3 separate regions of the Mus musculus genome follow, and all the other regions are linked to region 2. The links are chromatin contacts, called in public promoter capture Hi-C and targeted proximity ligation maps. All regions are on one chromosome and are shown on one strand. The core of a region is the stretch at or near the end of the contact, and the rest is flanking DNA. Distances in the headings are between cores, read along the strand shown. Region 1 overlaps Gm41805 (a long non-coding RNA gene). Region 2 holds the start of Tmem223 (transmembrane protein 223). Region 3 has its middle 22 kb from the start of Scgb1a1.

What was found. Promoter capture Hi-C pulls out the DNA fragments that hold promoters and counts their contacts.
Region 1: a contact with region 2 is called in a promoter capture Hi-C map of pre-B cells. A contact is called at or near these places in 14 of 39 promoter capture datasets (the 3T3-L1 cell line, the C10 cell line, the HPC-7 cell line and 8 more), 7 of 484 Hi-C or Micro-C datasets (the 63-12 cell line, B cells, differentiating embryonic stem cells and 1 more), 18 of 130 datasets of targeted methods (T-cell acute lymphoblastic leukemia, astrocytes, bone marrow-derived macrophages and 12 more) and 4 of 9 other capture datasets (adipose tissue, embryonic stem cells, liver and 1 more).
Region 3: a targeted proximity ligation map of effector CD8 T cells shows a contact between it and region 2, with 14 read pairs. A contact is called at or near these places in 4 of 39 promoter capture datasets (the C10 cell line, liver, maxillary cranial neural crest and 1 more), 1 of 484 Hi-C or Micro-C datasets (B cells), 9 of 130 datasets of targeted methods (the 230-238 cell line, bone marrow-derived macrophages, effector CD8 T cells and 4 more) and 2 of 9 other capture datasets (adipose tissue and liver).

Annotation. Positions count from the first base shown.
Region 1 is chr19:9,102,170-9,106,099 of GRCm38.p6, forward strand. Gm41805 (a long non-coding RNA gene) reads left to right here. Exons shown (of 3, transcript XR_877715.2): 3 at 379-542. Among named protein-coding and RNA genes, the nearest start is that of Gm41805, 4.4 kb to the left of the region's middle.
Region 2 is chr19:8,768,780-8,772,738 of GRCm38.p6, forward strand. It overlaps Tmem223 (transmembrane protein 223), which reads left to right and starts at 2,217. Exons shown (of 2, transcript NM_025791.1): 1 at 2,217-2,536; 2 at 3,269-3,696. The coding sequence starts at 2,230. The coding sequence ends at 3,561. It overlaps Nxf1 (nuclear RNA export factor 1), which reads left to right. Exons shown (of 21, transcript NM_016813.2): 19 at 222-404; 20 at 1,481-1,541; 21 at 1,795-2,131. The coding sequence ends at 1,833. Tmem179b (transmembrane protein 179B) reads right to left here. Exons shown (of 5, transcript NM_026325.3): 5 at 3,743-3,959. The coding sequence ends at 3,894.
Region 3 is chr19:9,064,090-9,067,885 of GRCm38.p6, forward strand. It overlaps a transcript of Ahnak not described here. Among named protein-coding and RNA genes, the nearest start is that of Scgb1a1, 22 kb to the right of the region's middle.

The DNA.
Region 1 (3,930 bases), core at 707-3,206, 330 kb after region 2:
TCAGCCCAGGGATGGCACCATCCACAATGGCTGGGCCCTCCCACATCAATCACTAATTAAGAAAATGCCCTACAGGCTTGTTTGTAGTCTGGTCTCATGGAGGCATTTTCTTAAACTGAGGACCCTTCCTCTCTGATGAAGCTAGCTTGTCTCAAGTTGACATAAAACCAGCCAGCATAGCCATCTCTGTTGTCCTCCCGTCTTTGAGGCAGTGTCTCACTCTATAGCTCAGGCTGGCTGGAATTCACTATGTAGCCCATGCTAGCCTTAAGGTGGAACTCGTCCTGCCCCAATACTCTGATCTTTAGATTACAGGTGCAAGCCACCACATGCAGCTGAGAAGTCATACTTTATTTCTTTGTCTTTCTTTGCCAGCAGAGCTTGGTTTCACAGAATTTTGAAGGAGAAGAATTTGTTCTGGAAGGGAGTGCTAGAACTTTGGGAAACAGAAAGCAGTTACTGCAAAATGTCACCTTAACCTCTTGTGTGATCACCTCTTCTATAGTCCAAGCTGCTGAAGAAGGCCTTTTACAGTTCACTCCTGGCAGAGGTAATTAAACCCTCTTTTTCTTCTTTTCCTTCAAAGGTCTGGCTTTGTGTGAAAAGTTCTGTAGTCTTGAGTAGGGTAACTCTGAGGCTCTTCCCCTCACTGTCTGCCCAGTGCCAGTTCGATTCTCCTCCAGTTCTCAGAGGAGAAAGCCGTTCAAAAGGAGAATCTGTGTCTGTACTGAACAGGTAGACATCTTAAAATTAAATTAGTATTATTATTTACTCTGGATGTGCCATGATGTGGAGTTCAGAGGACAACTGAGTCAGTTTTCTCCTTCTACTATGGATTCTCAGTGTCAGGGTCCTTATTTTAGAGGACTGTCAGACTCCATTAAGGAACAGGGAGTCCAAAGCTTTCTGTGATGGGGACTGTTGGGCCCAGCAGCGTGGTGCTACCTCAAGGATCTCATGGTAGTGTGGGAGATAGATGGATCATGAGTACTTTCTTTAAAATTGCTCAGCGTGTGCTGGGCCGGATGGCACAAGCTTTTAATCCAAGTACTCTGAAGGCAGAGGTAGGACGACCTCTGTGAGTTCAAGGCGAGCTGGTCTGTGTAGTGAATTCCAGGACAACCAGGGCTGTGTAGAGAGACCCTGTCTCAAAATAAATAGGTAAGTAAATAAATAGAATAAAAAAAAAGAAAGAAAAGAATTTCTCAGAGGATGAAATTGTGACTTCCGAGTTGATGTGAAAGTCTTCGCGTGCCTTTGAGCTGGGTCTCGTGGGGCTAGGACAGACTTTGCCAAGAAGGAAGAAATGGCTGAGCTGGAAGAGGTCTCTGCTGCTCTTCCTTCCTTCTTTCCTCCCTCCCTGCCTGCCTCCCTCTCTTCTCTTCCCCCACCCCCTGCATGTGAAAGTTGGAGGACAATTTTGTGGAGTCTATTCTCTCCTTCCACATTATTTAGGGGTTCCAGAGATCTATCCCAGCTTACCATGCTGGCACAGAAAGCACCATCCTTGTCTTCAGCCATCTTGCAGGGCATACCCTTCCCACCTCCACATAGCCTCAGGTATCCCAAGCCTTGAACTTGAGGATGACGTTGAATGCTGACTTTTCTGTCCCCACCTCTCAAATTGCTGGTATTATAGATGTGCATTACTAGCTCTGGGTTATTTGGTGATAGAGATTGTACCCAGGGCCTCATCCACCCACGCTAAGCCAGCACTCTACTAACAGAGCTGCATCTCCATCTCTCTACTGTTCCTTTATTCACTGTATGATTGTTAAGATGGAGACAAGTATCAAGTTTGGTATTGCTGCTGGGGTCAGATGCTAATGATAATGGAGTGATTTCCAGGAAGGAGACTCAAGTTGTTAGACAAAGTCTGTTGGGTCAACGTGTACTGTTGGGTAGAGAGCAGCATCATGGGTAAAAGGATGAGGGTTTACAGTTCGGTGGGCAGGACACACAAGAGAAACCACAGTGGCTCCTGGGGACATTAGGGTGGTTCTGGGTGTGAAGGCAAAGCCAGGCACTTGTGCTGCTCAGCTCCCCGAGTCTTTTAGAAACTTGTGCTGTGCTCTGGGCACCAGATGGAGGGAGGGTTGGCTTGGGTGGAGTTCGATTGCACTGTTCCTGCTTGGTGGCTGTGGCTGTGGTTTGTTAAATGAGAGCAGTGCCTCTCCTGGAGTTTAGGAACTTAGATCCTACACACCACCAGGAGACATAGGCTTGGGTTCAGCCTCTGCCTCCCTTGCTTGGGTTGCTCTGAACTAAAAACCCCAGGCCTTCCCTGTCATGGAGGTGGTCATGTCAGTTACAGAAACAGCCCTCCAGAGGGGTCTTGCTTACCTGGGGCCCTGAAACAGGGCCCTCAGTCATGTCTTGTGCCTGCTCCCTATTTTGCCTTTACCTTCTTGCTACCCAACTACCATCCTAATGAGCCTTGCTTGCTCTGTCTTCCTCCCCAAGGCCCTGGCCTTTCTGGTAATTCTATCTTAGAGCCTTTATAGTGGTTGGGTCCCTAAAGACCCGGATGAGTAAGGGAATCCTGCCCCTGTGAGTTGGACACTCAGCTACAGCAAGGAATGTGTAGCTTCTGCTCTGAAAACAGCTTCATTCTGGTTTGACCAGAGTACCAGAGGTAAAAGTCACAAAGTGGAGATCACATTTGTAGGTTGGCCCGACTGTGGAGTCCGACAGGCCATGTTCATATTCTTGTATTCCTGATTGTTAGTTTGGAAAGCCACATAGCTGGGTGTGGTGGTGTGTACCTGTAATCCTAGCCCTTGGGAGGTAGCAGCCGAGGCAGGGGCAGGGACGGGGCAGAGAGACCATTGTGAATTGGAGGCCACCCTGGTCTACATAATAGTGAGTTCCATGTAAGCCAGGGCTACCCAGTGAGGCCCTACCTCAGAAAAGAACCAAAGAAAGACTTCTCATGTGAAAAACAGGCATAGCATCTGCCTTCCAGGGTAGTTAAGGATAGAGTTAGTGAAAATATGGCTGGCCGGCCTTGGACACTCCTTATTCTGACCCCCAGAGTGAGCAGCCTTGTGGTCTGGCCCCAGCTCTTCGTGTGTCTGTCTCTTCTGGGCCCAGGAGGCCCACTTCTTCATGAAGAAGAACTACGTGCCAGGAGCTGAGCTCATGGGTGGGGTGGCTGCAGGGGCCACCCATCAGCCAGTTTTCCTCCCTTTCCTGGGAGCTGCTCCAGGGACAAGGGGCAGGACATCTGCTTTTCATTGTGTGACTGTCTCTAATTCTTCTGACATCTGAACTTCTTTTTTGAAGGAGGATACACTTAAGTGATTGTGACCAAGCTTGTTGCTGAGGGGAAAAAATTTAAACAAATGGGGATTAGAATCAGGCAGAGCTGGGGTGCAAGTCTCCACTGTGCAGTTATCCTGTGTGTTAGATGCTAGGTCTCTATCCCTGACTTCAACTGTGCTCTGCCTGGTAGGGCTCATTTAGAACTAAAGAGTGATGGTTAATGCCCTGTCTACTCCATATTGTAGAACCAGAAGTGAAAATGTTCCCTAAACCATAGAATATGAATCCGATATTCTCCTTTGTGTGGACACCCATGCAGGGAACAGCAGAGTCCCTGCCAGCTTAAGGGAAGGGTCAAAATAGTCCATGTTAACTTCTGAGGCCACAGAGCAGTGGCTTATTTAGTTATTTGTTTGTCTATATAGACGCGATTCTTACTCTGTACTTGAGGATGGCCTGAGCCTCCCTGCCTCAGCCTTCTGAGTTCTGGACCACACTACACAGCCAGCGGCCCATGGTAAAGATGCAGGCTGATAACCTTGAAGCATGGAAGGGGATTGGAAAACAAAGGGTGGTCTGGTTGGTGTGGTTTGGGATGATAATATATAATAATGACTAACACATGCTGCGTGGTATCTAGGGATTTCCCATGCAGTAAGTAATTGG
Region 2 (3,959 bases), core at 967-3,466:
GTATTAAGTAACTAACAACTATCAGTATGTTAGAGAGTGAGTATATAATTCTAGTGTGTTTGTAAGATAATCCTAAACGCCTCGTCTATAGTCAAGGATAAATGAGAAAAGGTAACTTGAGAGGGGCATGTGGATATTAAACAGATCTGCAAACAGAGACAGTGTAGAAAGGTGAGGTTATTTGTCCATTTATTTAAGATTTTTTTTTTTTTGTCTCCAAGGCTATGTATTGTAAATGATGAATTATTTGTGCGGAATGCCAGCCCTGAAGAAATCCAAAGAGCCTTCGCCATGTCTGCACCCACACCTTCCTCCAGTCCAGTACCCACGCTTTCCCCAGAACAGCAGGAAATGTTGCAAGCATTTTCTACCCAGTCTGGCATGAACCTTGAGTGGTCTCAGAAGTGAGTGCTGATCATAGATAGGAGGAACAAGGGGATGGCCTGACAGTGAATTATATAGTGCTTTGATAAAAAGATTCCTACTAAGAATTCTGCATAGGTTATTTTTAAATATTTAAAGCACAAATGAAGATTTGGTTTTCTGTCCCCTTCCTAGCTACCTGTGGCTCCCCTCTTCCCCAATTGGAATTACAGATTAGACCTAGACTTCACATATGCTGCACAGTCGCTGCCACTGAGCCCTTTTCAAACACGGTCTTACTATGTACTCTTGTCTGGCCTTGAAGGCATTAAAGGCATGAGCCAGCAGACCTGGCTGCCAAGTTTTGTTGTTGGTTGGTTGGGTTTTTTTTGAGACAGTTTCTCTGTTTTCCCTGGCTGTCCTGGAACTCACTTTGTAAACCAGGCTGGCCTCGAACTCAGAGATCCGCCTGCCGGGATTAAAGGTGTGTGCCACCACGCCATCTTTGGCTTTTGTTTGTTTTGTTTTTTGTTTTTTCGAGACAGGGTTTCTCTGTATAGCTCTGGCTGTCCTGGAACTCACTCTGTAGACCAGGCTGGCCTCGAACTCAGAAATCCCCCTGCCTCTGCCTCCCGAGTGCTGGGATTAAAGGCATGTGCCACCACACCCGGCTCAACTCCTTACCAAGTCCTAGATTCCAGTGAGCCTGAGCATTCCAAGGGAGCTAGAACTATAGGTGCATACCTAGTACCAAAGTCTTTTTATATATGGTTCTATATTTGAGTCAGGGTCTCACTTGTGCCTTCGCTGCTTGGAAGTCACTTTGTAGTCCAGGTTTACCTCAAACAGATACCTCCCTGCTTCAGCTTCTCCAGAGTGATAGGATTAAAAGCCTTGCCCAGCTGGAACATAGTTTTTAAACCGTGTAAATCCTTCCCTACCAGTGTAAAACTACACGTTGGTTGTTTTTGGTAAACATTTTATGTTTCATTTGTACAAGTGGTGTGACCCTGTGTAAACTTAATGAAAAACATTGGTGACTTTTTCTATAGGTTGGATTTTGGTGACTGACTGCATTTTGGTTCTTATGTGGCTTCCTATTTTAATCATACTCTAGGTGCCTTCAAGACAATAACTGGGACTACACCAGATCTGCTCAGGCCTTCACTCTTCTCAAGGTAAAGTATGGGAATTTTTTTTATTGCTAAAAATGGATCTCTTGAGCCTTTAACAAGGGTCAGATGAAGGCTGGGTGTGGTGATACTTGCCTTTTAATCCAGCATTTGGGAGGAAGGAGGGAGCCAGATCTCTGAGTTTGAGGCTAGCCTGGTCTACATAGAGAATGCCAGGACAGCCAGGGAGTCTACAGTAGCTGGGCAGGGAAGGTGGGAGAGAGGTGCCTGGTTCTACTTACATTTTATCTTTCTGCAGGCCAAGGGAGAGATTCCAGAAGTAGCGTTTATGAAATGATCACAAGAAAAGTCCCCTTGTAAATAGCCCCTGGATAATATTGTCTGGCTGTCATCTGCCGTCTCCTGTCCAGCCCGAGGCCACCCTGTAACTGTGACTGAGGAGGAAGGGCTGCTTCATCCTCCTCACCTACCTTCTGGAAGACTTAGAGAAGACTTCCGGAAGATTGAGCCTCATGGTGCCAGGAAGCCAAAGCTTACTTTGTAGAGCTGACACTAAACTACCCGAAGGACTTAGGTGCTCTGTGTACTTAACCCCAGGATTCCCTTTACTTTTTAAGATAAAGAGTGATATTGTAGTTTGTGTCCCATTACTGGCTTGTTTCCCTCAATGCAGGAGGGGTGGGCAAGTTCGCCGTGATAGGAAGTCCCGCCCCGGAGACGGAAGTGCGCCGCCATGGTGGCGTCTGTGCCGCTGCGGAATGTCAGCCACCTTTTGTCTGTGCTGCGGTCCCAAAATGTGCCCCGGTATTTGCAAAATGGCGTCCCACGGGATGTGCTGCTCTTCCGGCACGAGCGGGGCCGCTTCTTTGCCATCCTTGGACTGTTTTGTGCGGGTCAGGGCATCTTCTGGACCTCCCTGGCTGTTGCAGCCTTGTCCAGACCTCTGAGCCGAGTACCTGCGGAGGCTCCGAACCGGAGCTACCAGGACCTGCGCTCCGCACTCTGGCGCTACGGGCTGGCTGTTGGTTGCGGCACGATGGGTAAGCGCTTGGGCTCCAGATTGCTGTGGGGCTGTGAGCACAACGCTCACTTAGCAAAAAGGGGCTTCCAAAAAAGTAAGTGGGACACACGATATGGGTGCGGTGTAATAAAGTCCCTGAATGCCTTGCACCCTCACCCTGCATACAGTAGGCCAAGATCTGCCCCTCATACTAGCCACGAGCAGGTTTTTGAAGCCACAAATGCATTTTCTCCGTTTAACAATAGAGCTGGCTATCTATAAAAATGTCGATGGGGTGGGGGACGTGGCTCAGTTTGGTTTCTAAGACTGCTTGCCTAGTATGCATGAGGTCTAGGGTTTAGAACCCAACACTGCCTAACATATATGATGGCATCCAGATGTAATCTGGATTTGGACAGAAGATCACAAATTAAAAGTTATTGAACATATAGCAAGCTTGCAGCCAGCATGGAATAATAGACCCTGTCTGTTTTTTCAAGACACGGTTTCTCAGCTCTGGCTGCCCTGGAACTCACTCTGTAGACCAGGCTGGGTCAGAGATTCAACTGTTTCTGCCTCCCTAGTGATTGCGTGCACCACCACTGCCTAGCTACCTTTCTTAAAAAAAAAAAAAAAAAAAAGGATTTAGGAACCTTTTAGAGTTTTAGAGTGTAATTGCTCAAAACTGTTACTTCCATTACAGTAATTTGACTCTAAGGGGTGGGGGTGGGGGTGTCTGTATAACCTTTTACCCCACTTTGCCTCCCTGCAGGAGTCTTGGTCCTTGGTGCTGGTCTCCTCTACTCACTCCGATCTGTGCGGTCTGTCATGCTCCTTGCAGGAGGGCAGCAGGTGACATTGACCACCTATGCCCCCTTTGGCTTGGGTACCTGTTTCACAGTTCCCTTGAACCAGATTTCCTGCATGGCTCACAGAGGTGAAGTTCCTGCTATGCTGCCTCTGAAAGTCAAAGGCCGGCGCTTCTACTTCCTTTTGGACAAAGCTGGACACTTTCCCAACACTCAACTCTTTGATAACACTGTGGGTGCCTACCGGAGCCTGTGAAAAATGGCTTACCCTTCTCAGACGATGCAAAACCCTTAGGGATGAGGAGACTACCAGGACAATAAAAAGGTGCCCAGAATTCACTAACAGCCAATAAATCTCTTCCAAAAGGCTTGATACATGCCTACTTAAGCCATCATTCTGTCCTCTCTCTCATCTATTTAACATCAAGAAATCCATGCCATGATGAAGAAAAGTAATATATTATTTTGGTACAAAAAAGTTTAAGGAGAAAACTGAGGTTTCTAATATAAACAGGGCTGTACAGAGACAAGAGGATTAAAAGCACTGGGGCATGGAGGTTCTGGTTGTAGAAAGCACTTGAGTATTCTTCAGGAGTGAGACTGGTGGTGCCCAACAAGAGCATCTGTCTCAGAGCTCCACTCTTGGTCACCCCT
Region 3 (3,796 bases), core at 1,057-3,556, 300 kb after region 2:
CGAGTGATTCTGAATGTAATATTTCCCCGTAGAGTGAGGATGGCGCCACTGTGGTCAAATAGTCATCAGGGAAGCTGAACCAGGACCATCAGTCATTACACACACAGACACACACACACACACAGACACACACACACACAAGGATACTAATTAAAAGAGCTTTGTGGGTAAAGGTGCTTGCTGAGCAAGCCTGATGACCTAAGTTCAATCCCTGGAAGTCAGCTAAAGGTGTAGAGAACTGGCTCCACACAGTTGTCTTCTGACTATGTGTCCTCCACCCCCAAAGAATAAATAAAAAGAAAACTTCATTAATAGTACAAATGCCCCCATCTTTCTATATGTCGATCATAACAGAGCCCCTTCTGCAGACAGAACAATGGAATAAATCAATTGCGCAGCGTAGTAGGTGGAGCTCTAGGGTTCAGGCTACCCAGTTCCAGCTTTTCTCCCTGGCTAGGTGTCTGAACTTAGCCTCAGCCTCCCTCATGCTGAAAGCAGGGCAACAGAGCCATGAGAATCATAATGTCACATAAAGGTGACATGAGATTACAAAGGGAAAGTGTCCTGGATGAAGGAAGCGCTCAGAAATTCTTAACTATACTATTGTTCTCTTTGGGTTGGGCCTGTGACACATTGAGCATGTTTCATGGGAATATGTGGCTAATTATCCATCAGAGGCCACCTATCCTTGAGATTAGGTTTCTTTTCCTTTTTTGTTACTGGTTTTGCTACTATTACTACTACTACTACTACTACTACTAATTCCAATAAATGATTCTAAGCAATTACCAGCAATAGTCCCATCACTTGGCTGACTGGAAAAGGTGTGAAACAACAGAAGATAAGTGTCTGGGAATGAGGAAGTTTCTGGGAGGGAACGAGGCTAGAACAGCCTCCCTCTGACCCCATATCTTGCCTTAGGCTTATGCCATAAATACCTTATGCTCTTAGCTTCCTTTAAACTGCATTCTTGTTCCAAGGATTGACCTGAAGTTTTGGTAGAAAAGAGATGAGACCCAGACCTGTCCTTGATACAACTAAAACTCCACTAAAAAGTGGTTCTAAGACATTTGCTTTTCTTGGAGTTTCTTCCCCAGCCTTTACTGTGAATTTATGTGTGTGTCCATATTCATGAGGAGGCCAGAGGTCAATGTCTGGTGTCTTCCTTGATCATCCACAATGACTTTTGTTTGGTTTGGTTTGGTTTCTTGAGGCAGGGTTTCTTTGTGTAGCTCTGGCTGTCCTGGGACTCACTCTGTAGACTCTGGAGCGGGGTGGTCAGTAAAGCCTGCCAGTAAGACCAAAGGGCTGGGGTTATGAGCAATGCCACCAGCTTTTATGTGAGTGCTGGGGTTTTAGACTTAGCTTCTTATACTTGTTTGTTTGTTTGTTTGTTTTGTTTTGTTTTGTTTCGAGACAGGGTTTCTCTGTATAGCCCTGGCTGTCCTGGAACTCACTTTGTAGACCAGGCTGGCCTCGAACTCAGAAATCCGAAATCCACCTGCCTCTGCCTCCCAAATGCTGGGATTAAAGGCATGCGCCACCACGCCTGGCTGTTCTTTATACTTGTATGGCAGTCACTTTATCTTCTCAGCCCCTAGGCTGGACAGCCTACCTTTCTTCCTTTTGGGAAAGTGAGGATGTTCTAGGCAGGGAGGCAGCAGTAGCATGCAGAGCATGTCTAGCAAGTTCTGTGTGGCATAGCACAGCTGGAGTGTTTTACAGCAGGCAGGGTATAGTGAGACCTTCCTGTGAGGAGCAGGAAGCCACTGGTGGTTTTCATGTAAGAAAGAGACATGAGTTTGCTTTTGTTTTGATCGACATCCTAACCATCAATCATAACAGCAATTATAGTGATCAATAGAAACCATGATTTTTGTGCTAGGCATTAGCTAAAATGCTTCAACATGACTCATCTTATTTAATCCTACCTTAGAGCTGAGCTAGGAGAGTCCACAGAGCCCATTCACTCAGCAGAAGGGCGGAGACAAGCCAGCTGTCCAAACAGGAAGTTAATGCTGTTAACCGTTCCTCAATCTCCCTAAACCTTGGTGTCTTCATGTCTGATCTTAACTTCATAGATATTTTATTCATGTAAAACACTTGGCACAGTGCCTGGAACACTATAACAACGCAGTAAGGGTTAGTCATTGTGACTTTTGTGGCTGTTTCCCACTTTAGAGTGTCCCCTGGTATGCCAGGTGCTGGGTGGTACCAGTAAAATCGCATGGGTTGGAACCAGTAAACTGGGCTCATAAAGCCGTTCCTGTCACTGTAGGGTGAAGAAGAGGGTGTGCTCTCTGCATCTGCTAGTGCACTCTTTGGTTGCCTTGGTAACCAGTCTAGACACCTGGCTCTCCCAGCAGCTGGTGCTTCTCTAGCTCAGGCCTGGGAAAATCTGTGTTGTTCCACAGTGGTTTCTCTGAGTTCATCCCTTTCTTTCCGCTCTGTGTTTCTGCTGCAGCTTAGTGTGTATGCGTGTATGTATGTGTTTGGGTATGTGGGTATGTGTGTGTGTATTTGGGTATGTGGGTATGTGTTCATCTCACAAACGCCATAGTGGAAGATGAGCTGAAGGGAGCAGAGGCAGCAACTGACTCAAATTCATTAGTGGAGAACTCATGAGCACTGGGAGGGTTACAGATGGAAGTAGAGAGAGATAGATTTTAGGAATGTTTTGGATTTAGAGTTGATAGGCTGTGACAATTTAACACCACAAGGAGAAGTGAAGAAAAAGCTTTCTCTCCCCTAAAAACTCAAACACATCCCTTTGTTTTCTTTTCTGCCTTTGTTCAGAGGAACATATCCACCTGTGTGATGTCTAATCTCACTTCTAGGCTGGTCATTTCTAGTTAATTAGCTTCCCTGTTTTTAAATTAAAATTCTTAAAAAATTTTTTTTTTTTGTTTTGGTCTTATATGTCTGAGTTTTTTTTGCCTGAATTTTGTTTTGTTTGGAAACAAATCTCAGCTTGTAGCTCAGGTGGGCCTGGGTCTCTCAGCAGTCCTTTTGCCTTAGTCTCCTGAGTGCTGGAGTTACAGGTGTGTGCTGCTACCCTCTTTTCTTGGCAGGCAAATTCAGCATTTATACAATAGAAGTCAAAACCGGAATCCAGAATGATTCCCTTCCCCTCTCTGGAAGCTGCTTCTCCTCCTGTGAGCGCCACTGTGGTCCAGGCAGAAACAAAACCGTGATGAACTGTGGGTGCTCCCACCTCCCCACCCGCTCCTCCGTGCTCCTCATCTCCCCACCCGCTCCTCCTGCCCCCTGAGGGCAACACCATTACTACTTTGGAAATCCCCACATGGGGCTTCTGTGCAGCCACCTCCGCTTCTCTTCACAGTTTCTCTGCCTCTCATGCAGGTTCTGCATTTCAACCACAGGGGTCTCCAGGGCTACAAATCTGCCTCTCCACCTTGACTTCCAGCTGCCTGGCACTTTCGGCATGACTACTCACTTTCTGTGCTGTCTAAAGTTCTATCTCAGATCTCAGCTTCCTCAATAGCCCCTATGTAAGTCATTTTCTTTATCTTGGCACCCTTGTACTCCCCTAGATGTAGCTAGTCTTTCCTCCCATGCTCTACCAGGGTTCTCACTGTCTGTCAGGATGCTCTTTCTTGGCTTTGCTTGGCCCACGTCTTTCCAATCTTTAAATCCCAGTTAAGTCTTCCCTGCTAGATCACTACTTACCACCCAAGCAGGTTCCACAACCCCATTTACATGGCTGGCTGCTGAGCCCTAGTGACCTGCATGTTTCTGCCTTGCTGGTGCTGGGATTGCACGGGTCCTGGGGACT